2 separate regions of the Mus musculus genome follow, and region 1 is linked to region 2. The links are chromatin contacts, called in public HiChIP or PLAC-seq maps. All regions are on one chromosome and are shown on one strand. Each heading gives the region's core, a stretch centred on a gene start, on an enhancer-like site or on the middle of the called end of the contact. The rest is flanking DNA. Distances are from core to core; before and after follow the strand shown. Region 1 overlaps Nacc2 (nucleus accumbens associated 2, BEN and BTB (POZ) domain containing). Region 2 holds the start of Lhx3 (LIM homeobox protein 3).

Region 1 (6,261 bases), core at 647-3,146, 150 kb after region 2:
ACATACTATGTAGAGTCTATTGTAGAAACTATTGCTACATCAGCATCTTTGCCAGGACGACAGTCGGGACTGGATAGGGTTGGAGCTACTGGGACAGAGCTGGATCCAGCCATGAGTCTTATGTCCTCCCAGAGCAGACAATAGTCCCTGAGGCAGCTGGGACGAATACAGCAGGTCTGGGGCAAGGGACCAGAGACAGGGCTGATAGTGTGAGCTTGGAGGTGCTGCCTGTCTGCCCGGCTGTCTCAGTACTTGAATTCTGTATTGTTTTCTATACCAGTTGCTTCAGCTAACATCTGATTTGGTGTCTTACTTTGCCCTTGGATGTAGATGCAGCCAGTGATGTATGAAAGGCAATTGAGGAGAGACTCTGAGGGGTCCTTTGTGGTGTGACTGCAGGTGTGGGCCTCGAAGAAAACTAGATGTGTGGTGTTTGTTTAGAACCTAAAGGAAGGCAGAAAGGGGCTGTGAGAGCTGGCAAGCTGACAGGGCCAGTCCCCTCCAAGGGACTGTGGGGTGCCTGCTGCTACCTGCTTCAACAGCAGGACCTTCCCAAGCCCAGTGCATGTTGTGCTCTGCCCCACTGTCCTCTGCTTGGGTTCCCTAAAGATGGTGATTCTTAGCTGACTTGGGGAAGAGCAGGTGGCCTATCAACCAGCTGAAAACTCGAAAGACCCTGTTAGAACCTGCTTGCCGCAGATCCCAGATGGGAATGGCGACAAGCACATGATCTGTCAGCTTTACGCACTTCACTTCGTGGAAAGGTGCTGCTGCTGGGTGGTTCTGCATGTCAGGCAGCTCAGCCTATGCTGCTAGAAGAAGGGCTCAGTACAAAGTGTTTCAAAAGTGGCAAAGGTGTTTGCTTTGTTTGTTTTGTTTTCCTAGAAAGGAAAAGGATGCAGGATCTAAAACCTTCTGATTGAATAGCCTCTGCTTGTGTCCCATTGGTCCCCTCACTGCAAGCTCGATTGTGATTTTTATGTCAAAGGAAGCCAAAATTTGCAATACTATTTTTAGCAGACAAAAAGATAACTCGGTATAAAATGTATAAATATTTTTGACTTGAACATTTTGGGTGTCTCTGGGTGCAAGAAGAACATTAATCCCTTCAGGGGGATGTTTGGAGAACAGGACCGGAGGAAGGGGGTTGTTTTGAAGGCACTGTCCAGGGGTTAAAGTAGCATCATAATTCATGACTGTTAGGAATTAAGTTAATAAAGTCAGTGCTCCCCTACCTCTAAGGAGGCCTTCACAGAACCACTGAGCTAGAGCAGACACCACATCTTGGCTTTCTTTTTAGGGAGGAGGAGGCTTTGGTTTTTGGTTTCTTTTGGTTTCCTTTTGTTTTGTCCCTCCAGCATCCTCCTCTCTCTGTGCTGTGACCCCCGTAGTGACAAGACTGTTACTTTGTAGCCATGGCTGAAAACATTGTATCTATAACAACAACAAAAAATAAAACAAACAAACACAGCTATGTCCGCAAGCCGACCAGGGAAACCCTAGAGCTTTGAGCCTGTGCTCAGAGCTGTTTCAGAAGTGGAAATCCATGACAAAAGGATGTTCTCGTTAACTGTAAGGCGCTTTGTAAAGTTCACATTTACAGAATAATAAAGTCAATTCAAACCCAGCTTTCCTGACCTTTGCTTGACCAGTGGGAATGGGGACACAGTATTGGAGAGAAGTTGGGAAGAGATTTAGCTGTGGAAGAACATGGGGCTGCCTGTCCCCAAAAAGTCGCTATTTGAGAGAGATATGAGGGTGCCACTGCCTAGACTGAGTAATGGTTTTATTCAATGTATTGTCTACAAAATGGCTCTTCCTCTTCATCTGGCCCACCTGCCCTCCCTCCTTTGGATGTGTGGCTCCCTATGTCCCCTCCCCTTGGCCAGGCCTGCCCCCAAGTGGGCAGAGGGACAATTGCATGTGGGTGGAGCTTATCTGGGCTGCACTGGGGTTCTGGGTTTAGGCCTGGCAGCTGTTCTTCCCTTGCCGTGGGTGAGCAGGCTTTAACATGAGTCTCGGAAGAGGGTCCTGGAAGCAGCCTCTGGGGTCTTACCCTGAACCCTGACTCTGTACGTCCCATTACTAAAGATGACTCCCTTCTGAACCTTATTGCTCATGCTTTTGCAGCCCGTGAGGGGTTTCCCCAGGGCCACTTTTGGTTACCTGATGGGATCCCAATCTCTGGCTCCCTTTCTATGCTTCATACTACCTGCTCTGTGGAGTTCGAGATAGATTCCCTAACTCACCTGTGTTTGTTTGTTTTTGTCTCATCTGGAGCTAGTAGGTCTGTGCCATGTATATGTCCCCAGAAAAAGGTGTCCTGGAGCCCTGTCCAGCACAGCATGGTCACTCTCCTCCTCCCCCTCCTCTCCTTCTTCCTCTTCCTTTCTTCGTCTTCCTTCTCTCTCTCCCCCACCCCTTTTCTGAGACAGGGTTTCTCTGTGCAGCCTCAGCTCTCCTGGAACTCACTCTGTAGACCAGACTGGCCTTGAGCTTAGAAATCCACCTGCCTCTGCCTCCCGAGTGCTGGGATTAAAGTTGTCCACCATCACCCAGCTCAATCGCCCTCTTAAAGGAGTGTTTGAGGTAGGATACTGGTTTAGGCTCATCCAGAGCCATCTCCTATGGGAGCCTCAATGCTCCCACCCTGTCCCCATCCAAATGCTCAAAGAACAAGGACACAGGTGTGAGAGGTGAGCATTAAGCCCCCCCCCTTTTACATCCTACCACCAACTCCAGCTTGGTCCAGAGTCAATGGATCCATGCCCACATTCAGGGGAGGGGCAGGGTGGGGGAACAATAGAGACACATCCCTTTTCAGGACATATTACCCTGGCTCTAAAATCCCTACCTCTGCAGCCACCACCCCCACCTAGCCTTCATCCACTCAGGCTGGATTCTTAGCCATGCACTTTGACTGTTAAGGAACCAGAAAGGGCATAGGCCAGAAGGCCCCAAGGCCTGTGGGGGTCAGGGAGTATTGATGCAAGACAGGTTTTGTCTTAACAGGAACTTTGAAATTGGTCACTCAGTGCATGTCAAATGCCAGAGTCATTCTGGCTTTCCAAGAAAGAGAAGGCTGTGAAGTGCCACTAGGGGTTTGACCCTGTGACCTGGAAGCCTCTGACAAAATCTGCTATGCTCAGGAAATGTGTATCAGTGTCTTGCGTGTGTGCACAGCCCCTTCCATCCCTTGTCCTTACCCTTTTAAGGAGGAAGCTGGTGTTTTAGCAGGTTCTTGGCTTTGCCCGGCCTTTTGGTCCAAGCAGAAGGTGGGCTTGGGGGACATGATAGACCCAGTTAAGTCCTTAAGTCCCATACTCCTGCATTGCTCACAGGAGGGCCAGCCCTTCCCTACCAGTCTAAGAGGGACCTTAATGTGGCTTTGGACAGAGCCATCCCTACCAAGGCGAAAGGATTCTCGCTGCCATTACAACTCTGCCTGTGAAAGGTCATGGGCCACTTATCGAGGGACCTTCACAAACGAGAGGAAAGTGAGGAGATGGGAGGGTATGAATGGCTTTAATCCCAGCAAAGGCAGGCAGGTCTCTGTGAGTATGAGGCCAGCCTGGTCTCCAGAGACTGTTCCAAGATGGCTAGGACTCAGAGAAACCAACAAAAAAGAAAAGAAAGGAAGGAAGGAAGAAAAGAAAAGGAAAGAAAAGGAGGGGGGCTAGAGTGATAGCTCAGCGGTTAAGAGTACTGACTGCTCTTCTGAACGTCCTGAGTTCAAATCCTAGCAACCACATGGTGGCTCACAAGCATCTGTAATGAATCTGACACCCTCTTTGGGTGTGTCTGAAGACAGCTACAGCGTACTTGCATACAGTGTACTTACATAAGGAGAGGGAGCTGTGAGGACTGGGCAGCAGTTGGAAAGCAGAGGGCTCCCTTCCTTTTCATCAGTTAGGGCAGAGGAGCTTCAGAACTAGGGCAGAGCCATGCAGCAGTAGGAGAGGCAGGCCTGCTTTGTGCACTGTCCTAAGGCTCCAGCTCCCAACCCCAGAAGGTCACCTGGATCCCCACGGGCTTCTGCAGAAGGGCTGAGGGGAGGAGGTGGATTCAAGGATCTAGTACTGAAAGCAGGGAGGTCTCTGCCCCTACAGAAGGATGAAACTACCACATTGACCTTGGACATTTACCACCTCGGTTGGGGTCCTAGAGCTCAGAGAGAACCAAAGAGACCAGGCTCAGAAGGAGGTGCAGCAGGCTCTTTGCTGAATGGGAGGAGCTCAGTGCCTGGACGACTTGGGAGTTGAGAGAATCCAGAGCCTGCAGGGACACTAAGCCAGACCCCTGCTCCCATACTTGGACTCAAGCATTCCTGGCCATGAAGCTGGTGCCAGTCTTCGCAGATCCTTAACTGATTTATGGGGAGGAGGAAGACGGAATTCAAACAAAGCAGGCTGCCTCCTCAGGGACCGTGGCAGCTGTCTGGGCAGGAGCAGGGTAAGGTTTCTATGGGGAGTGGCCCGAGTGTGTATGTGGTTCTATCCTGGGGTTGTCTCAGGAGCAGAGATGATCTCAGGAGGGCTGGTGAGTAGGTAAAGGTGTTTGCTGCCATGCCTGATGACCTAAATTCAATCCCTGGAATCCACACAGTGGAAGTAGAGAACTGACGTCAGCAAGTTGTCCTCTGATTCCCAAGCAGACTCTGGGCCATTTGTTTCTCTTGCTCAAGAAATATAATTAAAAACATATGTTACCCTGGGCTGGAGAGATGGCTCAGTGGTTAAGAGCACTGATTGCAGCCGGGCTGTGATGGCGCACGCCTTTAATCCCAGCACTCGGGGAGGCAGAGGCAGGAGGATTTCTGAGTTCTGGTCTACAAAGTGAGTTCCAGGACAGCCAGGGCTATACAGAGAAACCCTGTCTCGAAAAACCAAAAACCAAAAAATAAAAATAAAAATAAAAATAAAAATAAAAATAAAAATAAAAATAAAAATAAAAAGCACTGGATGCTCATCCAGGAGTCCTGAGTTCTCTTCTGCCTGATGTTCTCTTCTGTCATGCAGATATATGTGCAAATAGAGTGCTCATACACATAAATAAATTACTCAAAAAAATGTGATGTGTGTCACCCCAAGAGCGGAAGTCATCCCAGAAGCACCTATCCATGGCACTCTGGTCTCTTTTATTGGCACATATGAATTACATATAATAATGTGTTTCATTATGATAATGTATTCTCATCATATTCACCCTCTTCTCTGTCCCTCTCCCACGGATACCCTTCCTCTTTCCAACTGGCCCCCTTTACTCCTAAGCATTTTTAAAAAGATTTATTTATTTATTTTTATGTATATGAGTACCCTGTAGCTATACAGATAGTTGTGAGCCTTCATCTGGTTGTTGGGAATTGAATTTAGGACCTCTGCTCACTCCAGTCGGCCTGCTTGGTCTGGTCGATTCTGCTAGCTCAGGCCCAAAGATTTATTTATTATTATAAATAAGTACACTGTAGCTGTCTTCAGACACATCAGAAGAGGGCATCAGATCTCATTACGGGTGGTTGTGAGCCACCATGTGGTTGCTGGGATTTGAACTCGAAAGAACAGTCAGTTCTCTTACCCACTGAGCCATCTCACCAGCCCACTGCTAAGCATTTTTTTAATGTATGTGACCCAATGAGTTTCATTTGGGTTGCTTTCGGAAACATGGTGAAGAGGCTGGAGAGATAGCTCAGCAGTTAAGAACTCTTACACAGCACCCAATTCTTCTCTCGCATTCTTCCAATTTCCAGAGGATCCAGCACCCTTTTCTGGCTTCTGCAGGCACTGCAGCACCTAGTTTTCATGCAGAAAAATGTTCATACATGCAAAATTATAACAAAGATAAAAAGGTAAAACAACAGAAACTTGGGTGAAGGGCTGTTTGCAGGAGCATAGGTAACTTACAAGTGGCTATACCACCGAAGATAATGTCAATCTCTGCCACAACATCCATTAACTACCTGTAGATTCTAAGGGAGAGGTGGGGCCTTGTGAACACTCTCTCTTTTCTCTGTAGGCCTTACACTCATGTGAATGTGCACACACACACACACACACACACACATGGGGGGCACCTTTCAGGGATTTAGGGGCTTCCCTCCATCCCAGCCTTATGCAGGTAATCATAGGTGCAATGTCCAATCCACGCTGACCTCTTCCTTCTGTCTGTCTCTGTGATGTTCCCTGAGCCTTGCAGGGCACATGATATAGATATCCTATGTAGAGAATTCAACTATCATTTTTTTTCTTAGCACCTTGACCATCC
Region 2 (5,836 bases), core at 1,899-4,398:
TTCCCTGTGGAGGAAGTTTCTTCTTTGAAACCTGGAGTCCTGTGCTTAAAAACAAACAAGCCCAGATCATCGTTAGGTGTTTCCAAGGATGAACACTCCTGGTCTGTCAGCTTGAGAATTGGGCCTATTTAAGGACAGCTCCAGTGAAATGTCTGAGCCCGAAGGGTGGCCCTGGGGCTGCCATAGCACCCCACAGTGCCTGGCGTGGCTGATGTTTGCAGAAGCCCACTCTGGGCAGATCCTACTTTCAGCTGCTCTTGTACAGTCCCAGGTCATCCCTTCTGGGGGACAAGCTTGCCACGGACATCCCTGTTTGAACTGTTCATTCTGCAGTGAAAAGGCTTGCATCCCTCCAGGGACCCATCTTTGGGCCAAGTGTAAGGTCTGTTTTAAAGTCTGAAGTTTTATGAGAGGTATTAAGATTAATATCTAGAATAGTTCAGTAATTTAAATGTTTATTTATTTTTTAATGCAAAGATTTTGAGTAAAAAGCAATTGGCATGAAAATGTCAATGAAATTTCTTAAGGGGTACATTTTGTATTTAAGTAAACTCTAATGTGCACATTGTAAGAATAAAGAAATTTGACATTTAGTAAAGTTGTTTCAGTTTTTTGAAATGTGAGCAGCTTTATGTAAAGCTGGATTCAGGGAATTCTCCAAACCCTTTTCTCCCATCTAGTTTGCAGACACAACTCTGAAGTTCTAAGAATTTTTTGTATAAATAAACTAGAGGCATTCGGGAAGACAGCCTAAAGGTCAGGCAGATAGTGAAGAGAGAATGGACTATGCTGAGACCTGCATCCTCAGATTGTCTCTGAACCCACAGAGCCTGGGAGGACCAGCCAGTCAACTAGAAAGCTGTTGAGCCTCTCACCAAATTTCCCTCCCATCTGTGCCCAGCCTGGGGCAGATTGCCCTGCAGGCACCTGGGAACTTCTGCTCAGGACCCTTCAGCTCTTCAGTAGCTGGTGGGTTTGCATGCATGAGCCTTTTCTGGAAATAGGGGTTGGAGAAAAGGGACTAAAATCTGCCTTCAGAGTACTGGATGCAGGTGGTTGAGTTCGTAGTTGGAGGCTTCTGACCTGTGCCTGCAAGCAAAAGGCCTTTGGACCCAGAATCTATTCCACGGAGTGGGTGAGGAGTGCAGTCCCAGGCTAACAGCTCAGAGGCTCCCAAACCTGAGTACTATGAACGTGGCACCTCTAGCCAAGGCCCAGAGCCCACGACAGCAAGTTGGAGCCACTATGCTACTCTGTAACAGGTAAAGGAAGGTCCAGAGAAAAGGCTACCTCGAATTATAAACTAGTCAGACCCAGCCCTAGAGTGACGCCAGCCTGACTCCGCCTGCCCAGGCCTGGAAGGGGCCAAGGGCGGGGACAGAGGAGGGGCGGGGCAGGCTTGTGAAGGTCCCCAGCACGCTGGTGCCTCCTTCAGCACCGCGGACAGCGCCAGCCCAGCGAGTGGGCCAAGGCCTGAAAGAGGTCCAGCACTTCCAGGAACACCCCGCACGAACCACTGGATTAGTGACTGCCATGCTGCTAGAAGCAGAACTCGATTGCCACCGAGAGAGGCCCGGTGCCCCTGGAGCTTCTGCCCTCTGTACCTTCAGCAGGACTCCAGGTAAGAGCCATTGCAACCTACAAGTCTCCATGCCAGGCAGGAAAAAGAGAAGAGACAGAATGCAGAGGGGTGACCAGGAGGGAGTGACTGCGGAGAAAAAAAGTACAAGGTGACAGCAGGCAGGAGAACAGGAAAGCTACAGGGTCAACAGTGACCAGAAAGGCCTGGGGCTGGTCCTAGAGATTGAATGTCCCACAGCTTCCAGAACTGCTTTGGCTTGCAGCAAGAATCCCCAGGCCAAGTCTCCCGCTTGAACTCTGATTCCCCAAGGGCCATTTCACTGCCACGGACGTTGGGAAATAATGGAGGCATTGTTGGCGGCAAGCCAGATGCCCAACAGTGTGGAGCCGCCCCTTCCCTAGTCTAGCCATACATGGCCCCCGCCCCACTGCCCTCTGCAGCAGCTGACACTCAATGGCTCACATCTCAGCTCACCCAGCACCCATTTCACTCCAAGCTAGTGTTCCCTGACCTCGGAATAACAAGTACAGAGCAACATGAAGGGACGGCTGCAGGCACAGGGCTCTTTCCGAGGCAGCAGCTGTGCTGGGACCAAGTGGAGAATCTTGCGTTCTTTCATTCATCCTTCCCATTCTGGGGTCTGATCGGTCACAGTCCTAGGGATGGAGGCAGAACAGGACAAGAAGAGGAACCAGGAGGGTGGCAGCAACCTGCTGATTCTGCAAACACTTCTAGGGTGTCCCTAATTGTTACCAGGGCACTATACCCTGCTGGATTCTAGTTCCTACCAGGAACTGCATAGGTCTGGCGCTGTCTCCTGGCTGGGTAGTAGGAGCCCTCAGTGAGGGCTCATGCAAGGATAGGATGATGGGTTCTGGTGGGCTCACCTGTTCGAATGGGGATGAGATGTGGAAATCCAGGTGCAGGGATTGTTCTAAGGAATTGGGGTGGGGAAGTAAGGGTAGATCTCAGGGCTTCCGCAGCTCAACCCTTTTCTGGCCTAGAGTCTTGGTGTGTTCCCGCAGAGGACACCGGATCTGAGGTCCTAAGAATCGTTCCTTCTCGCTGTACTGGCTCCAGGAGGCACTTCTAGTGGTGGGGTCCAGAGTGTCAGAGTTGGGGGACCTTCAAATCGAGCTCCTCGTAGCTCTACTGTGGCTTCTTTGCCACCACGTTCCCTCGCGATGGCTATCAGGTTGCCCTTCTGCTGACCAGGTGTGGTCTCAATGCTGTCCAGCTCCGGTTCAGAGTCTAAACGTGAGCAAAGAGAACGCAGTTCCCTCCCTGCCGCTTCCCTCGGGACCTCAGCCTTCCGGGAGGCTTAGCGAACTTGCTTGGGGCAGGGGCGAGCATCTGTAGGAAGCCTTGAGTGGTTACTGCGCTGTCTCCGTCCTCGGGAAGTGCAAGCCAGACGGCTTCTAGGCACCTCGGTTCCGGCTGAAAGGTGCACAGTCTCCAGTGGCCTCCAGTGGCCCCGGGAGCGTCTCTGCGACCCCCGGCCCAGCCCCGCCCCGCGGCCCCGCCCCCCACCGCTCCGCCCTCCGCGGGCCCGAGGCTTGGCGCCCAGAGGCCTCCCGTGGGCACAGCGCCCAGCAGCGACACGAGTCGCTCCGACGCCAGCTCGGAGTCCCTGCAACGGTGGCCTCGCCAGACCCAGGGGAAGTTCAGGGTCGGAGGGCGGCAGCACCAGGCACCTGGCCCCATGGAAGCTCGCGGGGAGCTGGACCCGTCCCGGGAATCCGCGGGCGGAGACCTGCTGCTGGCGTTGTTGGCGCGAAGGGCTGACCTGCGCCGAGGTGGGTGCCCGACGGAGAGGCTGCACTGAACAGGCCCAGATGTCCTCGGCTTTTTCTGGCCCTTGTGCGGAGGCCAGCAGAAGCCAAGGTATCTGGACAAGGGTGTGTCTGAGGGGCTCTGACATGGCTAAGCAAAGGCATCTCAAACCTCCAAAGTGTGTGGCCCTCCTGGTGCTGTGTTGTCCTGGCTTTGGGAGCCCTTGGTGATCCAGGAACGGTTTAGGAGACCTTTTGCAGCTCTGAGCTGGCTGAGGCCCCTGAGCTGGAGGGAGCATGTGAAGATGTTTCAGGACTCAGGAATCAGGGAGCAGGAGTTTCTCCTTAGGAACTGCCTTCACTCAGTTCCTTTCCCCCCATTTTCAGCGAGATCAGGTCTGGGTCATGCTGAACTCATCTCCCCTGAGTCGAGTCTTAGTGTCTGCACCGGCAGTTTACCACTAGGCTGGTGGTCAAGACGCGATTACAGGGAAAAGTGGAACTTGTCCGGGCCCCCAGTTTCTTGATCGTACCAGTCTTTTTGCAGGGCTTTGGTTCTGGGGAATAAAAGCGCTCTCCGTTTTCAAGCTGAGAGTATAACAGGATAGGAAAAGAGGAAGTTAGGCTGGCAGAAGGTCTGTCGAAGCAAGTGGGAAAAGGATTCTATGCAGACTGGGGGTATCGGATATGGCCTACTTGCTTATTTATTTATTTATTTATTTATTTATTTATTTTCCAATGGTTTATGGGATGGGTTACCCGCAGGAGCTGGGAGGAAGAGATGGGAGGGGGGATGAGAAAGGGAGGGAGGAAAGCTTGGTAAGCTAGGCTCCAGAGAGAGTTCTGTGAGGCTTGCTAGAGCACTGTTGGCTCCCGAGGCTCCACTGGGCCCTCCAACTCTGTGTAGGAAACTGTACTGAGACTGGAGTTCACCATGCCACGTAAGCAAGAGGAGATCGAGGGTGGCTTCACTGGGAGGCTTGACGGTGGCGACGGCTTTTGTAGGAAGCGGGTGTCCCCGTGTCCCTGCTGTGGGCTTCTTGGCCGAGGCGCTGTCCGTGCCTGGGTGCTGAATTTGCAGTGTTTGGCCTGTCTAGCCACCTCACTCTCTTCTGGGTATCCTTGTGGCCTTACGACGGCTCTGGTGGTGCTCTGGTACAGCTACAGTCGATCTCCACGTCCACACTTGGAGATGTGGTTTTGCTCAGGGTGGGACAGCATCCATCGCAGGCTTGTGCCCAGTGCTGGAGGGAGGTGGGGCAGTCCTTTTCTAATTCCTCCCACCAGTGGAGGCCAGCCTGAAGCTAGTTGTTTGCAGCTAGAGATGTAAAGACACTTGTGTGGGTATGAAGTGAGTGGGCCCTGGGTGCTGCACATGCATCTCCTTTTTCTAGTAACCTTTCCTAAATGGCGGGGATCTCCTTATCCCATGAACCAGTCTTATCCCACCAGCCCCTAAGACGAGATTACACCTTTAGATTTTTCCCACCCAGTTTCCCTGAGGCCTGCAGTCTTTGGGGGATGAGAACTCAGATGCTAGAAGAATTGGTGGTGTAGAGAGTTGAAGTCATCTACCGTGCACTGCAGTTCACACCTTAACAGCAGATCTCTCACATATACATACATACATACATACATACATACATACATACATACATACATATGAAAGCATATGTGTGTGTTCAAAAAACCATAGCCAATGAACTCATAAATACCTGCTGCCATTCAAGTGAGGACAGCATCCACCTATTCATACCTCAGGCAGGGGCCAGCGCTGGACAGCCTCACTTTGCTGGAACTCTGCAAAGGCGATGAAGTTCCATGTGTGGTCTTTTGCCCTTGCTGATAAGGACATGTCTTTCTTTCTTTCTTTCTTTCTTTCTTCTTTTTTCCCCCGGCTTTCCAGATCACCCCAAGAGTGGGGTTTTCGTTTGAGATGGACATGACCTGTCTGGCACTGGCACTTTGTAGAGCTTACAGGACAGCCCAGTCACTTTCCTGCTGTGGACACCTTTCTATACCTATTTCACTTTCCCTTGGCTGCAGTGCGACTGAGGGATGCTGCAGGATACAGTACCTGAGCACTACTCTCACTGGGGAGCCCGGTGGCCCCAAATGCCTACAGGAGACAGTGGCAGAAAAGCCGATCCTTGCACACCCCTAAGGCCTGCAGGCTGACCAAGCTGATGAAAAGGCCATCGCTCATTGTTTGTGGTCCCATGACCTGGCTTATTCTTGTATCCACAGAGATCCCGATGTGTGCAGGCTGTGACCAGCACATCTTGGACCGTTTCATCCTTAAGGCTCTGGACCGACATTGGCACAGCAAGTGTCTCAAGTGCAGTGACTGCCACGTCCCTCTGGCTGAGCGCTGCTTCAGCCGCGGGGAGAGCGTCTACTGCAAAGACGACTTCTTTAAGTAAGCTGGCTGGGCTGCCGAATTGCTTTCACAGTTGGGGAAGAGTAGAAGAGGGCAGGGTTG

The links. HiChIP or PLAC-seq counts read pairs in DNA pulled down with a chosen protein or histone mark.
Region 1: an H3K27ac HiChIP or PLAC-seq map of embryonic stem cells shows a contact between it and region 2, with 6 read pairs. The contact joins the enhancer-like site here to the promoter of Lhx3 in region 2. A contact is called at or near these places in 1 of 39 promoter capture datasets (neural stem cells), 4 of 115 datasets of contacts at active chromatin or transcription factors (double positive thymocytes, embryonic stem cells and stem cell-derived neural progenitor cells) and 4 of 9 other capture datasets (adipose tissue, liver, macrophages and 1 more).

Annotation. Positions count from the first base shown.
Region 1 is chr2:26,050,901-26,057,161 of GRCm38.p6, reverse strand. It overlaps Nacc2 (nucleus accumbens associated 2, BEN and BTB (POZ) domain containing), which reads left to right. Exons shown (of 6, transcript NM_001037098.1): 6 at 1-1,626. Among named protein-coding and RNA genes, the nearest start is that of Ubac1, 32 kb to the right of the region's middle. Within about 2 kb of position 1,896, at least 41 of the 459 cell types and tissues checked have an H3K27ac peak or open chromatin away from gene starts, as enhancers often do. A contact at or near this core is called in embryonic stem cells and neural stem cells, where this site is marked.
Region 2 is chr2:26,203,887-26,209,722 of GRCm38.p6, reverse strand. It overlaps Lhx3 (LIM homeobox protein 3), which reads left to right and starts at 3,148. Exons shown (of 6, transcript NM_001039653.2): 1 at 3,148-3,378; 2 at 5,602-5,773. The coding sequence starts at 3,285. Qsox2 (quiescin Q6 sulfhydryl oxidase 2) reads left to right here. Exons shown (of 12, transcript NM_001302956.1): 12 at 1-599.